Linked DNA regions of Mus musculus: region 1 is linked to region 2. The links are chromatin contacts, called in public Hi-C maps. All regions are on one chromosome and are shown on one strand. The core of a region is the stretch at or near the end of the contact, and the rest is flanking DNA. Distances in the headings are between cores, read along the strand shown.

Evidence for each region. A called contact is a pair of places that touch in the nucleus more often than the background predicts.
Region 1: a contact with region 2 is called in a Hi-C map of cranial neural crest, with 2.1 times the contacts expected there. The contact joins two enhancer-like sites. A contact is called at or near these places in 15 of 484 Hi-C or Micro-C datasets (DN3 thymocytes, the HL-1 cell line, Sertoli cells and 10 more) and 1 of 115 datasets of contacts at active chromatin or transcription factors (embryonic basal ganglia).

Annotation. Positions count from the first base shown.
Region 1 is chr15:31,626,194-31,628,893 of GRCm38.p6, forward strand. No RefSeq gene overlaps it. Among named protein-coding and RNA genes, the nearest start is that of Gm32383, 8.2 kb to the right of the region's middle. Within about 2 kb of position 1,323, at least 38 of the 459 cell types and tissues checked have an H3K27ac peak or open chromatin away from gene starts, as enhancers often do.
Region 2 is chr15:32,431,660-32,434,439 of GRCm38.p6, forward strand. All of the region lies in intron 3 of Sema5a (sema domain, seven thrombospondin repeats (type 1 and type 1-like), transmembrane domain (TM) and short cytoplasmic domain, (semaphorin) 5A), which reads left to right. Among named protein-coding and RNA genes, the nearest start is that of Sema5a, 190 kb to the left of the region's middle. Within about 2 kb of position 1,407, at least 26 of the 459 cell types and tissues checked have an H3K27ac peak or open chromatin away from gene starts, as enhancers often do.

The sequences.
Region 1 (2,700 bases), core at 73-2,572, 810 kb before region 2:
CTGCCTGGATACTGTTGTGCGCTTGCCTTGATGATAATGGACTGAACCTCTGAACCTGTAAGCCAGCCCCAATTAAATGTTGTCTGTATTGTAGGAGTTGCTTTGGTCATGATGTCTGTTCACAGCAATAAAACCCTAAGACAGCGTTCTAGCAGCATTAGCTTCTTCCTGAGATAATGGACTCAAATTAGGAATTTATAATGTATTTATATTTATATTTATTTATTTAACATACATGAGTACACTGTCACTGTCTCCAGATACACCTGAAGAGGGCATCAGATCCCAGTACATATGGCTATAGTCACTATGTGGTTGCTGGGAATTGAACTCAGGACCTCTGGAAGAGCAGTCAGTGCTCTTAACCACCTCTCCAGTCCCAGGAATGTATAATTGTTAAATTCTGTTAATTTGTTCATTATGTGTAGTGTACAGCACGTGGAGGTCAGAGGGCAACTTGTGGGATCTGGGACCTTTCATTGTATACATCCCGGGGTCAAGCTCAGGCTGGCAGCTTTGGCAGCAAACTGGCCTGAAATTTAGAATTTTTATATAAAAATTTCCTTTTATCAAATGATTAACTATGAGAAATTTTTTTTACTACTAACCATTTTTCTTTGTTATGTTAATTAAAATATGTACTCTGGGGTAGTATATTCCAAGAGAGGTATGAATTTCATATTTGCTGTAGTCCTGCTTTTATTTGCGTGTAACTAATTCTCTTCTATTTAACAGTTTTCCATCTGATGGAGAGCGAGGCTGCTCTTACCTTCCTCTCCCTGACATTCAGCCTGGTGTGGCTTCAGTGTGTGTGTGTGTGTTTGTGTGTGTGTGTGTGTGTGTGTGTGTCTTAGACCTCTGGTCCTCTGTCTGACATCCAGTCTGGTGTGGCTTCAGTGTGTGTGTGTGTGTTTGTGTGTGTGTGTGTGTGTGTGTGTGTGTGTGTGTGTGTCTTAGACCTCTGGTCCTCTGTCTGACATCCAGTCTGGTGTGGCTTCAGTGTGTGTGTGTCTTAGACCTCTGGATTCTGTCTGTATGCACACTCTTTCTTTCCCGGGGGAGGAGGCCCTTTCCTTCCACAGTTTACTTTTTCAAAATTCAACTTCAGATTGCAAAAATGAGGCCCTAAGGAAACCTCTTTGTCTTGCTCACAATGTGCCAGGCAGCGTCTTGTTTCCGGTGTGTGTCTTGTGTCGTGGCCCATCTGCTGATACAGCATTTCTGTTATTTTCAGTAAATGAGAGGAAAACATTTCCCCCATTAGTGCTTAGAAGCAAAGAGGAGCTGCTCGGCGCTCAGCACTTCTCCGGATGAGATAAGTGTGCAGTAGATTGATGCTCTCCTCGGCTTGGTCAGCCAGCTTATGTGTGGGGATGTTGTATGTTCGGTTGTTTGCTCTTTACTTCTTCATGTATTTTTTTTTCTTTTTAAAAATTTGGTGCCACTTAAGACATGAAATTTGATCCTGTGCAGAGAGCGTTTCTGGGAAAACAGATGGTTCTGCTTTTTTTTTTTTTTTTTCCTCACTTCAAGCAGAAAGCCTCACTCTGCTATCAAACATAGGAGATTATGTCCAGACTGATATCAATAAACAGAGATTTCAGATCATCCAGATGACTACTGGCCAGATCCTACAAACTGCCAGCAAGCATGAAACAATTCAGATGAATTATGATAAAGCAAATGAACTATTGCCAGAACACAGACAAGAAAGAAGGTTTTATGCTGGGCTTGTATGTGACGGGAGAGGAGGGACGGGGATGTGCAATTTCAGAGCACTCTTTTCCCACAGTGGGAGGAGGTTTCCCAGCAGGCTTGATGTTTCTCTGTCAGTCTTCAGTCAAATGAATAGTCTGCCCTAAGAAATTGGAACATCTTCTGTGCATAGCCCGATAATGGCAACACATACAAACACTACAGAAATGCAACCTCACATTTGAAGGCAATTCTAGTAATTTATAAAAGCCGTACACTTTTAACATTTCAGTTATAATTGACATGGAGAAATTCATACCGTTTAGCTCAGCACTGTGAGTTTTGACAGTTCAGAGTCATGCAATTAGCACCACAATTAAGACACAGAACGAACCCATTATTTACACGATCCCCTTGTGTCCTTTTGAAGATGGCTTCTGTCCCCGGGTCCTGCCTGGCAATCACTGGTCCATTTTCTGTGCCTGTGCTTTGCCTTGCCCATGATGCCTGAGTGACGTCACGGAGATGAGCTCTTTGAACTGACTCCTTCTGAGGCCCATGCATTTGAGATTCCTTCGTGCCACTGAGTAGGGTCCACCGTGTGGATGTTGCTCCAGTTTGCTGACCTGTTGTTCATCAGTAGAACGAGACTCATTTTCTTTTCGTTCCTTCTGCTTTTTTTGATGATTACAAATAAAATGACTGGGAGAAAGGTTGCTCAGGACAGGCCAGCTTTATAGGCAGCAGCAGATTGTGTCTAGCAGCTTGGGAGAGTGGCGGGTGCTCCCACCTCAGCCCTCCCCACCTGTCCTAGTGTGTTCTACTGCCTCCTTTGATGTAAGCCGTGGGACATCTTCTCAGCCATACAGTATGGAACACCTCATGATGTGACTAACACCATGGAACACTTTTGCTGCACTGAGTGAATTATCTCTGCAAAGCTTTTGTGTCTTTAAATTTTTGGATTATTTATTTCTTATGGAGCTTTGATAGGGCTTTAATTAG
Region 2 (2,780 bases), core at 157-2,656:
TAAGGACACGATCAGTGCAGGCTTCCACTGAGCCCTGTTATGGCTCCAGGGCCTCATAACACCTTCATCATTCCCTACACAGCATGGTCATCATTGCACAATGTTCATCTTTATAATATTGTAGCAACATTGTTTGTCTCGGTCGTTACGTTTGGGAGTACCCTTTATGTATTCTTGTCAGGGTGAAGCCTTCAGCATTGCTCTTATACCAGCCCTGTTTAACAAATTGATTTCTCTTATCAGAGAAGAAACTTCCTAGGACCCCCCAGCTTGTAGTGGTCTGTGTATTTTCTGGTGTTCCTGCTTGTTGAATATCCATAGAGTGTCTTTTGTCCTCATGGAACACAGCCATCTTTGCTTTTGTATCTGAACCCTGGTGAGTCTCTAAAGGACACTGTACCTTACATTTCACACAGGGTATTTTCTGAGAAGACTCCTTAGTACACTTTTTGCTAAATGGCTGGGAAGACACTCTATTAAACAGACCCAGAGAGTAGCCCAAGCAGATGATTCTCAACTAAATGTGAGATGTCAACAGGGACAGTGGTAATTCCCCATTCTTGTGTTTTATATATTAAAATGAATCCAGAGTGGCTGGAAGTGCCAATGGTTATACATGAACAACTAGGGAGAAAAGAGTGATCCGTGGGTAATTGTCAGTGCCTTATGGAAGGGATAATGGGAAAATAGCTAAGCATATTCTTAAAGAACCCAAGGCACAAAACTGTGTACAGTATAATTAAACAATGTTAAACCCAATACAAAGTAATTTACCCTTTCTACAGCTTAAATCACACTACATCTTTGATCTGATTAAATAGTGTTTGATGTTGATAAGCTATTTATTTGAAACCTCTTAAGCTGGTTTTCCCTCAAGGGACATGTTAAAAGCAAGATATTTCTCAGTGGAAAAGCTTTAAAATGCAATTGGGATAATCCTTGTGAGTATGTGATGCTCTCTCAAGAAAGATCTATGTAAAGAAAAAAAAAAAAAACTCACCTACATTTTGAAGCCTGATTGGTGAACTGAATGGTACAAAATAAGTTTGTATTAGAGGCCAGATGCGTTATTCACACCGTTTTTTATATGATGCAAGTTTCTTATTCTCAAGGTATTTGTGCAAAATTGCTCACTGTCTCTTCTGATTTAATTCAGCTTTTGAAAGCTCTTGAAGTCAATGTTTGGAATTTAGAGCAAAAAGAAAAAAGGAGAACATATGGAAATAATAAATTTATACGGTTGGTTATTAAAGATGCCTGCTATGAAAAAAATTTAACTTACACAGCAGTGAGAACTGGGGTGGAAACTCTGTAGTGAATGTCGCACGTGTTTGTCATTACCATCCTTATTTAAGACTTCCCTTCCTCCAAAGCCAAACATGGACATCCTAGGGATTTTTTTAGCAACCAATTTTAAGGCAGCCAATGAAATACTGTGTTTTCTCTAGCTCTATCTTGCTACATCCTGCCTACTTCCATATGCCCCTTTTTTCCTAGCCTCCCGAGATGCCTTTTTTTGTTTTTCTTTGATTCAGCCACCCAGTGCACAAATTAAAAATAGTTTTGGCTGCAACAGAGTCGCTGACCCTTCGCAGCACTGTGGCTCTTGGCAAGGGCCATGTAGCTGTTGCTTGAGGGGCATGGGTGGGAGCGATATGGTTGGATGGTATTCCGTGGTTTGCTTTGTAATTCTCAGAGTCTCCAGTTTTCTCTGCCTTCATACATTTGTGAAGCTTTGGTTGATATCGCCAAGCATTTCACACTCCAAGTGAAGGGAAGATATCTCCCTAAGGATGTGTAATTCTGTTGTGCAGCCACAACTCGACTTTGAGCAAAGTTAAAAATATTTCCGTGTTCTGGAGATATTTTATTTTTTCAAATAACCCTACTCTCTGACTTTCCAGAACTGTCCACATCCAAGTAATATGGTTCAGACTTATTCTTACCCTGCCTGAGAATCATGACCCCTGCCTTCCCGCTGCTGGAATTGGGGGAACAGTCCCTAACTGTGTAATGTGCAAATCAGTTCACAACTGCAGCTGCTTCTTGCTCTGTTTGTTTTTCATAGTCTGTGCGTTAACCGTTGGGTGTGTGTGAATAGGGTGGGGGCTTTGATCAGATAAAGCAAAACACAAGTCATCTCTCTGCAAGCCATGAGAGTTGGCTTTGTCCTGTGTGTTTTCATTCACACACTAAAAGGTTTACTCCCCTTATAGCCAGAGACCAAGCTTCTCTGACCACATGGCCTCATCAGGTTGTCTGTGCAGAGCATATGACAAGGGAATCTCATGAATGTGTAATGAGCTTTGGAGTACTACAGTCTTGGTGGTGAGATTTCTAACAGTGTATGTATAGAGACTCTGGGATGGAGAGATGGCTCAGCAGTTAAGAGCACTGGCTGCTCTTTCAGAGGACCTAGATTTTATTTCCAGCACCCACATGTTATCTTGTAACTGTCTTCCTGACTCCACAGGGATGGAAGATACACAGGGATATGGTGTACAGATAAATATGCTGCCAAAATTTCTACCTACATAAATTAAATTAATTAAAAATACTAGACTGGATTTTTTTTTCTTTTTTCTTTTTTTTTTTAAATTATTTTATTTATTTACATTCCAGCCATTGCCTCCCCTCTGGTCCCTCCTCCCACAGTTCTTTATTCCAGTTTTCCACCCCTTGCCTCTGAGAGGGTGCTCCCCACCACTAGGCATCTCTGTTCCCTGGAGTCTCAAGTCTCTTGAGGATTAGGCACATCTCCCACTGAGGCCAGACCAGGC